Regions from separate parts of the Pan troglodytes genome. Here region 1 is linked to region 2. A link is a contact called in public Hi-C data. All regions are on one chromosome and are shown on one strand. The core of a region is the stretch at or near the end of the contact, and the rest is flanking DNA. Distances in the headings are between cores, read along the strand shown.

Region 1 (6,481 bases), core at 375-2,874, 380 kb before region 2:
CTTACTACTGAGTGCTTACTTTGTCCCAGGCACAGTGCCAGGTTTGGAGATACAAAGATGAGAAGAAACAGGACTGAATAGCCACACACCAATATGATCAGTATCAGAATAGGCATACGTAACAAGTGGTGCTGGCAAGAGGGATGCTGGAGCCGCGAATTCTGAGTTTGGGGATCAGGAAAAGCATCACAGAATGGGTGCTATCTGATCTGGGCTTGCAGAGCAGGAAGGACAAGGTAAGAAAAGCCTTGCCAAGCAGTAGGAAAGAGGATTTCAAAAAGAAAGTTTAAAAAAGAACAGAGAGGGCCAGGCGCGGTGGCTCATGCCTGTAATCCCAGCACTTTGGGAGGCCAAGGCAGGTGGATCCCCTGAGGTCAGGAGTTCAAGACCAGCCTGGCCAACATGGTGAAACCCTGTCTCTACTAAAAATATAAAAATTAGCCGGTCATGGTGGTAGGCACCTGTAATCCCAGCTACTTGGGAGGCTGAGGCAGGAGAACCGCTTGAACTCGGGAGGCGGAGGTTGCAGTGAGCCAAGATCGTGTCATTGCACTCCAGCCTGGGAGACAAGAGCACAAGAGCTGGACTTTGTCTCAAAAAAAAAAAAAAAAAAAAAAAAAGAACAGGGAGGGTTTGGGGAACAGTGAGTGGTCTGATGTTGCCTAATGGGTAGTGGTAGTGATGATGATGGGCCACACAGTAACAGGAGATGCATTTGGAGACATACGCCACCCACTATGGGATAGGCCCTTGCACCCTGCTGAAGAGACTGAAGTTTATAGAAAAGGGGGCATATAAAGAATATAACATTGGTCCACCTGCTCTGTGCCAGGTACCTTAAATACTTTCGAACATGGGTTTTGCAGTACAAAGCAGACCTGAGTTCAGATTCTGGTTCTGCAAGGTGTAATAGCTATGTGGCTTTAGGTCCTTTAACCTAGCTAAGTCTTAGTTTCATCTTAGTTTCATGCTAATAATTCTTATCGTATAGAATTTTTGTAAGGCTTAAAAACAAAAGCAACTACCACAACTATGATCTCATTTAAAATAGAGTGATATGGCTGGGCGCAGTGGCTCACCCTTGTAATCCCAGCACTTTGGGAGGCTGAGGCGGGTGGATCATTTGAGGTCAGGAGTTCAAGACCAGCGTGGCCAACATGGTGAAACCCTGTCTCTACTAAAAATACAAAAATTAGCTGGGCATGGTGGTGTGCCCCTGTAGTCCCAGCTATTAGGGAGGGCTGAGGCAGGAGAATCCCTTGAACCTGGGAGGCGGAGGTTGCAGTGAGCCTGGATCGTGCTGCTGCACTCCAGCCTGGGCGACAGACAGAGTGAGACCCTGTCTCAAAAAAAAAAAAGAAAGAAAAGAAAAAGATATTTGCAAGACTAATCTTGCATTTTAGAAAGGTTGCTTTTGTAGTGGTGTGCACGATGAACTGGTGGAGGGGAGTTAAGAGGGGGACAAATGAGACTGGCTATACTAAGGCTAGTTAGAAGGCTATTATAGAACTAGTTAATAGCAAAAAAGAGGAAAAACAAAACAATGGGCTATTAGGAGAGCCCCAGGAGAGCTGAAAGCTGAAGACTCCCACAAAGGCCTGTCCTGGAGGTGTTGAGAAGGGCCAGCTGTTAGGGGGATTCCAGGGCTCTGTGTGTGTGTAGGGGGGGAGCATTCTGTGAATGAGATGTGGAGGGCTGGGAGCAGGGTAAAGAGCTGGGGAGAGGCGTGTAGGATTCCAGGCTCTCCAGCTTCAGAGAGCAGTGGAGTTTTTAACTGAGCTGATAGGTATTGGAGAAAATGTGGGTTTGGGAAGAATACATATTTAATTTTGGACAAATTGAGTTGAGGATTCTGCAGGATGCCAGATGGAGAAGCCCTGAGGGAGCTGGAAAGAGAGATCAGGAACTCCAGCAAGGGCGACTCAGCTCTGAGCTGTTTTATGCAGGAGGGAAGGCCTGGCACTGGAGGAGGAATGCCAAGGTCCAGATGATGTTTGAGCAATAAGGACCCTGGAAGCTCCCTAAGTGTCGGGATTTTAGCTCAGGTGGGAATAACGGAAGGCACAGTTCCCACAGAATGGTAGAATGTATTAGAATAGTATGTGCTTCATTTATTTTCCTGGAGACTCGGAGATTGAGAGCTAGAGGGGGTCATCCAGTCCTATATGAAGTCTTCAGCACCTTCTAGGGCCAGGCCCTGAGAATAAGTAAGTGGGGAGACAAGAAAGTCTTCCCAAGAGTAGAATGCCAGCCAATAAAGGTGGAAGGAATAATGGACTTATAAAAAAATCACAACAGCATGGTGAAGATTCAGACTGATTAGTGGATTTTATAGTCCTATTCAAATCCCCAAGGTTTTAGTGGAGAGATGGAGATCCGAAGGGGTTAAGTGGCTTCCGAGGTGATGCTGAAGTGGCCCAGTTGGGAATAATAGGACGGTGTCTTTGTAGAACCCAGGAAAATGTTTTTCCACTATGAGATTGTTGTATGCCTTTTGAGATACATGGGGCAGATTAAAATCTCCATTTCACAGATGTGAAAAATGTCTCCAGGAGCTGAAGAGACCTGCTTCAGGCTGCACCAGTGCTAACAAGCGGCAGAACTGGATGTGGACCCCAGAGTTCCCATCTCCCATGGCATGCAGAATTTCTTCAGCTACCTGAGCTACAGGAACCCTGGGAAGCAGGGCCAGAGGTGCCTGGGGACTGCAGCCCACTGGGGTGGGCATGGGGAAAGAGGAATATCATTTCTGGTTCAAGTTGCTAGTTTTGCAGAGTGTAAAATTACGGCACAGGTCCCAGAGAATAAACAGAGTTAACACCCCATTAAATACAATGGACTTTCAACGTGAGCTCTAGACGTGCCTAGATTGAAACTAGCTGAGCAGGAGCTGGCCCGTGAGTAAAATGTATCACATGCACTCCCTTAATGCTTCCAAAGAGAAAAATCCAGCGCAGGGAGAAGAAAGTGCCGGCAGCAGCTCTGCAGGCTCAGGGCTGAGGATCCGGTAATGAAGTCTTTCTGGAAGGTAAGAAAGGGCTGTGTGCTGCATGCTATTTTTAAACATGCTGGAGCAGCACATGTATCCCTGGCCCACGCACTTTCTCCAGCAGAGGAGGGGCCTGGGGGATGCAGCCAGGAATTTAGATGCTATTTATTGTATTTCCTTTTATCAGTCAAATGATTTTCCTATTTCCCACCTAGATAAAGATCTTCCACTTACAGCTCCAGCTTGTTGACCTTGTCAGGACTGCTGTGCAGCCTGAAAATTGGTCCCAGAGAGAGAAGGGCATTGTTTTTAGGGGGTTGCTTGGCGGGTTGGGTTTTTCTTCTCCCAGCAGGGAAGAGATTGGTTTACAAAAAAAAAAAAAAAAAAATTAAAAATCTTCCAGAAAACAAAAACTGATTGTTTTGTGCCTTTTTGCAGAACTGAAAGGCTGTCCAAGTATAGTTCACCAGCCATCCCCCTTGCATCCCCCTAATATCTCCACCCTACGTTTCACCAACACACACACACACACACTCTCTCTCTCTCTCTCTCTCTCTCTATTAATATCTCTTTCTTTCTCCTGCAGCAGCAAGCCTGGCCCTGGCCCCAGACCCACTGCTGTGCTGCTGTCTTGGCAGGCAGCAGGGCAGAGGGGGTGGCAGCTCTGTCTAAGCTTGTAAGCTGAGCCAGTCTCTTGGCTGTGCCAGCTCTGAGGCCCCTTAGAGATGCCAGTATGCCTGAGTGGGAGCAGTTGCAGCTTCCACTCGGCTGGAAGCTTTGGAGCCAGCCAGGCCTCCAGAAGCTGCATTCTCAGGCAAGGGTATGGCCCGAGGGCTGCTAATCAGCAGGAGGCCTCCTCTTGGGCAAGCTGCCCTCATTGTCTCGCCTTGCCTAGGCCTGCTGGCCAGGTTCACAGGCCAGAGACAGTGCCACTCTTCCTCACCTTCTCGGGAACGGGACCAGCAGATGCTGTGGGAGGCTGGGGTTTTATTGTAAATCCTCATCATTTCTGGCTCATTTAGAGCCACGAAACACAAAGAGAGCCAGCTAGAAGGAGGGAACCCAGCCCCTTGCAGGTTCATCATTTCAACAGCAAGGAGTTGCAGGCCCCTTCCACACTTGCGAGGGTCGGCTATGGATTGTAACAGAGCTGCCGGCTTTCAGGAACCCCAGGTTCTTTCCCACCATTGCAGTGTTTCCTGGCCGGGACAGCAGAGGGCGCCAGCTCTCCTGCCAGCACTGGGTCCCGGGCCGTCCTCCCGCACATCTGGAAATGGGCTGTATTACTCTCTTGCGAAATAAGGCCAGGGATCTGTCTGTGTCGGATGAATTGGCACCCGAGTGAGCACGCATACACATCAAGAATTCCACTTTCTCATTACTTCTATTTCTCCCTCAAGAGCACTTGTGGAATGTGGGGAATTTGCCTTGCCAAGGCGGCCAACACATCTGAGTCCTGGGCTTGGTCAGGCCTCGGTGGAGCGCTTGGCGGGACCACCTCTGGTCTGAAGACTTTGCCCTTCCCTCCGACATGCAGAGAAGGGGAAAAAGTAAACGGGAGGACAGGACCTCCCAGATCTTTTCCCCTGGGGAAGAAAACTAAAAATGTTTGGTCCTGACCTTCCGGGCCCTCCTGAAGAAAGCAAATGTCCCACATTAACAGGTCCTTGAGAAAGAAGATACAATTCCAAGAAAGCATTTTCTTAAATTACAAGTGATCAGAAATACCAAAGGCATGTGCAAACAATGGAGATGGAAAAGGAGAAACTGGATGGAGGAGGGCAGAGCTGAAGCCAACCCAGGGGCCTGGTTGCTGTTCTGAGGCTGCTTCCTAGACTTCTGAAAGCTGCATGCATTTAAATGTCCACATTTTCTCGCAGAAGCCAGCAATCGGTACTTCCCTTGGCCAAACAACACATCAGTCTAATATGGTGTGGGAGAAATATGTTACATTCTTTTATGAACAGAATGTTAACATCACCTAGAATCAATATTTATATCCAAGAACACAATGAACTGGCTTGTTTTGTGCTGCATGGGTTTAAGACAGGGACATTTGGAAAGAGTAGGGAGGCCGCCCCTCCTCCCACCCAGAAAGGCAGACCCGGGCAAGCAGGCTGAGGCTCCGGCATCTTCCAAAGGGTTTCTGCCTGGGAGACCATGCTCGGCTCCCTTCCTCCCTCACAGTCCTTTGTCTCCTGGGATTGCAAGAGGAAGCCAGAAGCAGCCAGTGGGGCAGGAATTTGTGGCGAGGTTCAGGACGTGAGGCAGCATCCTGTCTGCAGGACAGCCACCTACCATTCGTGAGGGCTGCAGTGGGGGAAGGAGGGTCAGGACATGCATCCCAGCATTTCCTACTGCAGATCAAAGTAGGGGCGGACACAACTTTACACAAGTCCTTGGATGAGGGGCTTCTAGGGGATGAAAAACTAGGAATAAGGGGGGATGACACTTCTCTTTCATGCTGCTATTTTTTGGCCAGGCAATTGTCCTCATTTGAGGCAGCCATTACAACAGAGATAGAAGCTGAGGTCTCCTGGCCTTGGAGTGCTGCATATTCTTCCAGAGGCTTTTGGGACACTCTATCTTAAACTCCTTAGGCTGGTTTCTTCCTTGATGCTGTTTTCCACTTTACTGCCTTTTGTTGTTGTTGTTCTTTATTTTTTTGAGATGGAGTCTTGCTGTGATGCCCAGGCTGGAGTGCAATGGCGCAATCTCAGCTCACTACAACCTCTGCTTTCCGGGTTCAAGCGATTCTCTTGCCTCAGCCTCCCGAGTAGCTGGGACTACAAGGCATGTGCCATCACACCCAGCAAATTTTTGTATTTTTAGTAGAGACAGGGTTTCACTATATTGGCCAGGCTGGTCTTGAACGCCTGACCTCAAGTGATCCACCCGCCTCAGCCTCCCAAAGTGCTGGGATTTCAGGCGTGAGCCACCACGCCTGCCGGCTTTACTGCCTTTGGAAGCTACTGGGCCTGCAGCCTGGAGTCAGCTGCTTGCTCCTTGCATGTACAATCCTTACCTAATTAGAAAAATAAAAACAAACAAAAGCCTTTCCCCCTTTCCCAGAAGATTTAAGGTTTGCCTGCAACAGACCATCTACAAATGTGAGACTTCTCTTCACCTAAGCAGACTGGATTGGGGCCTCATTTTGCAAAGCAAGCAGGCCTACTTCATTTTCAGATTCGATGCTGAAGGTCACCACTTTCATCCGTAGCACTTGTCTCTCATTAAATGTCTGGAGCTCATTATGATATATCTTGCAGAAAAGTCTTTGCTGCTTTAATAGGCATGATCTTTAGAAAAGATCCCTTTGCTTATGTATAAGATTGAGGTATGATTAATCTTGGCCCCATTTAGTTGTGGGTCACCAGTGTTCAGGCTAGAGTGAGACCTCTCTTTGCATGATCACAATTTATAATTTTCCATAATCTATATCTTTTTTTATGTTGTTAGCATGTTTTGTTGCTGTAATTCATTTGGTCTGAA
Region 2 (6,858 bases), core at 500-2,999:
CAGAGCCCAGCCCCACCTCATCTTATCCCACTAGGCTTATAGTGAGCAACTTCTCTCAGGCCAAGCAGAAGAGCCATCTGGTGGACCCCGAGATCCTCCGGGACCAGTCTCGCCTTGCCCCAGAGATCATAACAGCTACCCAGTATAAAAAGTGTGACGAGTTCCAGACAGGCATCCTCATCTATGAGATGCTGCACCTACCCAACCCCTTTGATGAGAACCCAGAGCTGAAGGAGAGGGAATACACACGAGCAGACCTGCCTCGCATCCCATTCCGCTCCCCCTACTCCCGGGGTCTGCAGCAGCTGGCCAGCTGCCTCCTGAATCCCAACCCCTCTGAGCGGATCCTCATTTCAGACGCCAAAGGCATCCTCCAGTGTCTGCTCTGGGGCCCCCGCGAAGATCTCTTCCAGACTTTCACCGCCTGCCCTAGCCTAGTACAGAGGAACACCCTGCTCCAAAACTGGCTAGACATCAAGCGAACACTGCTCATGATCAAGTTTGCTGAGAAGTCCCTGGACAGGGAAGGTGGAATCAGCCTTGAGGACTGGCTTTGTGCTCAGTATTTGGCTTTTGCCACTACAGACTCCCTCAGTTGTATTGTGAAAATTCTGCAGCACCGTTAATGTGTACCTGGATGATGCTTTTACTACATCTTCACCTTCTTCATGTCACCCATGCACTTCCCCTCCCTAGTGCTCACTCCAGATTCAAGGAAAGAAGAAAGACAAACCTCTATCCCTGTCCATGAACAAGTGGGTCCATTCAGAAAGGTTATCCACTGCCCCAGATTGAATGAGAAGCTGAGTCTGTCTTAACTTTACAGAAATTCAGCTGCACAAACTTGCGGTTGCCTTCCCTTGAAACACCTTCTATCCTAAGAGTCCCATAAATGCAGGTAAAAATGAAAATCCATATTCTTGAAGGGACAGCTTCTTTGGTATGAACTCAGTGAGCCAGTGAGCTGTGTCCATTTCCTCCATAATTCTGGATATCACCTATCTTTTTAGCACCAAGTATTTATTCTCACTAAGAGTAGACAGACTTAACCAGTCTCTACCATGACCCAGTAGACTCTGACAACAGACTCTTCCTTTAAGGTGTCAACAACTGACTTACTAGGCAGAACTGCCATCCTTAGCATCAGCCCAGTTTTGGTTACCAGGGACTATATCTTTTGTTCCAGGAGAGAGTAGAAAGAAAAGGAGAGATCCCATCCTTGGGTCATAGACCCATTTTCATTGCCATTATCTGTAAGTATGTGCACTGCATGGAGGACAGCCCTAATAGTCTCCCCTCTGCTGCCACTGCCTGATTCTCCACTCTGTCCCCACTTGCCAGTGAAGTTTGGATTTATCAGCCACTTGTGGCCCATTACAGAGCTGACCCAAGGTGGTGTCACCAATGCCTCAGCAGGGTGGAGTGCAGTTCAGAGCTTATAAATAGCTGGCAGGGCATGAGGAGATGATTTTCTTGCATGTGCAATTCTCTAGGGGCCATCAGGAAACAGAGTTTAAAGTACCCTTTGATTACTGTCAGAACTGTCAGCATTTGCAGTTTTCCCCGAGCAGTAATTGGCCAGCTCCCTTCTATCAGTAGCCAGTGTTAACTAGTTTACCAAATGCTGTAAACAATTGCCCTGAATGAAATAGCTGTCAGTGGAGCTCTAAGATCTCCTTTAGAGGGCACAGTGAGGTGGGCTGTTGGGATGGCCGTAGGCAGGGGAGAGGAAGAAGGCCACTGATGAGACTGCTGACCTCCTCAGAATGTTGACCTCTTCTAGAGAGACTGCCTCCCAGTGTTTAAGTGGCTCATTGCTCCTTCTGACTCTCTGTAAAATGGCTCTGGAGGACAGCTCACAGGAATTCTGATTGCTGAGGTGGGTGATTGAGAGCTGTTCACCATGTGTGCAGCCTGTGCTCCCCTTCTATGGATATATGTGCAATTTTTGTATGTATTTTTTTTTAGCTGTATATTATAGTGTTTATATTGCAACTTCACCTGAAGCGAGTCTACAGAAACCTTCCCCCTTCTTCCCTTGGCACATATTTGCGCTAAGAGATGAGCGTTCCTTCCACTGGGGTTGTGTGTGTGTGTGTGTGTGTGTGTGTGTGTATACACATGTTCACCTGTGCTTGTTTTATTCAAAACTGTGAGTATGTGTTTACTTTGACCTTGAAATCCCAAGAGTCACTCGAACAATGTGTGTGTACACTTGTGTGCCCATGTGTGCGTGCACACGCATGCTGGAAGTAGAGGCCAGGCCTCTAGAGAAGCAACCTGTGGCGGGGTTGACAGACATGTTCTCTGTGCCTAGTGAGTGAGTGAGCCCTGAGGCCCCTCATCTACCAGTGCAGAGTTTCCTTAAAGCCAAGACTGACTGTGCAGTATTACTTACATAGCACATTAGTGGCCTTGGAAATTTCTAAACTTTTAACATTTTTAACAGCTTTTCATGTGATTCATGTATATCAAAGAGGATCAGGAAAGGAAAATAATGTATTTTATTGTGCTCTTATTACTTTTTTAAGTGATTGTAATATGTGAGGCTCTATTTGGAGAATGTCCCTTATCCCCTGGCCAGCAATATAGGACTCACAGGAAAGAAGGCTGGTTAGCCCACAAAGAGTCTTGCCTCCTCTAGCCAGAGTGCAGGGCTCTGCTCCTAGGAATGGCCATGGAGTGGGCATGCTGCTGCAGGCCAGCAGTCTGCTCTTGGTGTCCTGTGGCATGGCCGCGCCTTGCCTTGAAGGTTGGTGTTTGGTTCATCTTAGCATAGAACATGTGCACATAACTCCTTGCCTGATTATGCACTGAAGGGCAGCACACAGACCACTGACCATGTCAGCCAGTACATTCCCTTAACCTCCCCCACCTCCCATCTTGCAATGTCTTGCATATTGAGATATACCTTCTCAATGTCATGTTCGTGGTGCCTTGCCCATGTAAATTTGAATGTTGACTATTTAATGAGGTTACATATTTAATGCCGAATGTTTCCTGGTCCCTCTATTTGTTATGTCTCTACTTATCTTTTTTTTTTCTTTCTCTTTTTCTGTTATGATTTGGATCCAGTCTTCACTTTAACTCTATGGTATAATAAGCATGGACACCTCCACTACCATTATCTTAACAGCACTGGTAAACCGAGCACCTCTTCATATCAGATGTTTTTAGTACTGTTTTTATATTCAGATTTGTTAAGGGCAAAAGATGAATGCAAACTAGCCAGAGAAAAGCCTCAGGCTTCCCAGAGACAGGTGGCTAGATTAATTTTTCTCTGGGTGATGGCCAAAGAATGTGAGATAGAGAGGGAAGGGGGTGTTACAGGTTAGAGCAGAATAGAGAAAGAAACTATATTTCTAGGCAAAAAGTACTACATGAGTTGGTCTTCAGAATATTTTTCCAAAAAAAAATGAAATTCAGTCAGTTTAACATTATCACAAATATTTTTCATTTTAATTGTGGTAGGACCTTTGAATTTGTTCATCAACTGGAAAGAAATCCTACCCTCTGTAGACACATACACACACATTTATATATATATATATATATATATATATATATATATATATATATTTATAATGTTTGAATTGTGACTAGTATAGCACTTTACATTTTCTCAAGTAACAGGAAGTTATTGCCTTCAATATTGATTGGAAATTGTTTTCTATTGAAGTCTATACTGTAGAGTTTTCCATTTATATTGAGAGTTTGAACAATTAAGCTCCTATTGGAACTTTTCCTTAAGCCACATGAGCATGAACAATCTCTGTGACACTTGGGTGCTAGAGAAACACAACAGTGGCTAAAGTAGCCAAGAGCAAGACTGAATGTATAGCAGAGTGCCTTGTTAGAGTGGTAACCTAGTCTTGGAAGCAATTCAGTGGATGTTTCATAAAGAGGACTAGAACTTCAAGAAGCCTCCTGTGCTGGCTGAGGTGAGCCCTTTTGGTATATGTACACTACTGGGTTTCCTAGAAGCCAATTCATGAAGAATAACAGCAGGATGAGAAAAAGAGTCACTGTAACCTGTGGAACAACAACGTAAGAATCACCAACCCCTAGGCTGAGCTAGAACTGGAAGCCAGGAATATGGCAATGAGTTTCAAGATTTGCCCTCAGAAGATGAACTGGGTGAGGTATGGGTTGAGGTGAGGGCACAAGCACTCATCCTACCTACCCTGCTGCTGTTGAGGAGCTAGAAGTAAAACATATTGGTTAGGATTTTAACAGTTGGAGTAGCCTCCCATTATCAGATTAAGTGGGGGTCAGTTTTGCTTCCAAACTCAGAATAAGTTTGTAAACATGGGAAAGTCTAAGCCAAGAGATCTAAAGCTCTAGAAATATTAATGACATTTCTGGGAGTAAAACTACTAAAAATTATATCTTAAAAGTTTCTAGTAGTATAAAGTTCCCAGGCCAGGCGCAGTGGCTCACGCCTGTAACCCCAACACTTTAGGAGGGCGAGGTGGGCAGATCACCTGAGGTCAGGAGTTTGAGACCAGCCTGGCCAACATGGTGAAACTCCATCTCTACTAAAAATAACAAAAATTAGCCGGGCATGATGGCAGGCACCTGTAATCTAAGCTACTCGGGAGGCTGAGGCAAGAGAATCGCTTGAACCCAGGAGGCAAAGGTTGCAGTGAGCCAAGATCACGCCATCGCACTCCAGCCTGGGAGATTGAGCAACTTCGTCTCAAAAAAAAGTTTCCAGGAAAGATCTTTGGGTCCTACTAAGTGTCTCAATTTTGAGTTATGAATACTTTGGTTCTGGGAAGTAACCTGACATTTGGTTTTGCTGGAATTAGGGTTTTCGCTAGATTTGACTGCAATTAGGATTTCTTCTAGATTTTACCAGCAGTGATCTGAAAAAGTACAGGCTAGTCACAGAAATAGAGATGGATTTAGGATACTACACTATATTTCAAATGATTCTAGATGTGTAAATATAGTATGAACATTCTTGGAGAGGGGTGAGACAAACTGGACTTGCTGGGCCAACCCTGGCATGTTTTTCATTCTCCTCACTAGTTGATAAGGATTGAAAATTCTGCTCCAGCCTAATGAGTGAACAGGATGGCTGCCCACAAAACCAAGTTATTAGCTTTATGTCATCGAAGCTCATATTCTCAAAGGCCCGAAGTGCTGTGCCGAGACAAATCCAAGTGCTGCTCTTGCTGAAGTGCGCACTGAAGTCCAGCTGTCCGTGCTTACAGCAGTGCCGAAAGTGGGGATTCCATGGACCAAAAACGGTGCCATAAGGGAAGCCAGAAGAGTTGCGGTGCAAGATCCTGGGAGAGATTATACCAAAGAAATCAAGCCTTTTTATCCTGATGCTTCTAAGATGATGAGGGTGAGCTGTGACAGATGCTGTGGGAGGGGAGTTCACATACATTCCATGTCAAGGCATTTAGCTGATAAATCCATCCTCAGAAAAGCACCTTTTTAAAAAGAAGTCCATTTTGTATATTAGAAGATGATGATGATGATGAAGATGAAGAAAGCCCTGGCAGATACAAAGTTCCTCAGTATTTAAGGAGAAGGGTCTCTTCCATGTCCCCTTGACATGACTGTGGCTATTGCCCAAACCTCAGCTTGAGAACATCATATAATACTGAGAGCGGAAGATTTTTTTAAAGAGATATGGTAGTTTAAATAGGTTTGTTTAAAGAACTCTTGGGAAATTTCTTAACAAATTGTAATTGTTTTTATAAACCTTCCTACAGAGTTGTGTACCATTCGTCATCACCATCATTTAATATCTGTAAGTGCCCACAATGTACAAGGTGCTATACAGCCGTTAAACACCCCCTCCCTGCAACTGTTTAAAATTAGAATAGATTTTTGCATCACCCACTGCTAGAAGCTTTCCCCACCTAGGTGGGCTGCAAGGGCCTGCATTCCCAACATCCCATTACATGTTTCCCACTCCAGAAAGTCTCTGGGTTTATTCCAGCTTTTTATCTTAACGTGTCCCATCCACCCCCATGGTTTGGTTTGGTTTTGTTTTGTTTTTTAAATCAAGAAAGTTTCAGGGAATCAAAAGAGGTCGGACATTTTTTAACCTAGCAGAAGTACAGAGTCATATATTTTGCTATGAATATTGTTGTAGTACAGAAAACCCACTTTGCCCGTTAGTGTGTGGATAGTATGTGTGTGTCCACACTCATGATAACTTGAATGTTGAACCAGACATAGGGTTCATTTTTGAAAGGTTAAACCACACTGTTTCAGGAACTTGCTCCAAATACTACTTGGTTATCCCTTCCTTTACCAGTTAGAACTAAAGAGTGTGATGTATGAACGCACTGGGTTGGGATTTTCTGTTGAGGATATGCAGGGCATTTTGGCATGAGGCAAATACAGAAGCAAGATTTCATTCTACTTGGTGATTTGAATCATGACAGTCCTCATTCCAATCTCTCTTTAATTCTCTCTGGCCCTGCCCACACTCTATATTTGAAAATCTTGTTTTTGCTCTTTCCGGAGCTTCACCCCTCTACTTACATATTGTAAAGTTGTATAAATCTATCATTGAAAGGTCCCCTCTGCCAGCAGTGGTGCCACCCTTTGGTTTGCTGTGGTACTTTGCTGTGTACTCCGTGGCATCATGTTACTGTGTAAATAAATTCATTTTAATACACACTAAAAAACAGACAAATGCTTGTCCTTTTGGCGACTCTTCCACACTGACATGCTGGGGAGGGTTTGGTTGCAGACATGGTTATGTCTTGTCCCCCCAGGGTAGGTGCCCTGTCCATAACGCAGGAAATGATGGCTTTCAGCCTGTGTGCCTTCCGCACTCTGGGTCCTCATCCCCTGCTGACATGGATTATATTTCTCTTTATTCCCTGT

Evidence for each region. A called contact is a pair of places that touch in the nucleus more often than the background predicts.
Region 1: a contact with region 2 is called in a Hi-C map of induced pluripotent stem cells, with 1.9 times the contacts expected there. The contact joins two enhancer-like sites. A contact is called at or near these places in 4 of 7 Hi-C or Micro-C datasets (blood, induced pluripotent stem cells, a lymphoblastoid cell line and 1 more).

Annotation. Positions count from the first base shown.
Region 1 is chr16:69,441,239-69,447,719 of NHGRI_mPanTro3-v2.0_pri, reverse strand. No RefSeq gene overlaps it. Among named protein-coding and RNA genes, the nearest start is that of PEAK1, 73 kb to the right of the region's middle. Within about 2 kb of position 1,624, at least 9 of the 24 cell types and tissues checked have an H3K27ac peak or open chromatin away from gene starts, as enhancers often do. A contact at or near this core is called in induced pluripotent stem cells, where this site is marked.
Region 2 is chr16:69,056,567-69,063,424 of NHGRI_mPanTro3-v2.0_pri, reverse strand. PEAK1 (pseudopodium enriched atypical kinase 1) reads left to right here. Exons shown (of 11, transcript XM_063795320.1): 11 at 1-2,000. The coding sequence ends at 626. Among named protein-coding and RNA genes, the nearest start is that of TSPAN3, 40 kb to the right of the region's middle. Within about 2 kb of position 1,749, at least 1 of the 24 cell types and tissues checked has an H3K27ac peak or open chromatin away from gene starts, as enhancers often do. A contact at or near this core is called in induced pluripotent stem cells, where this site is marked.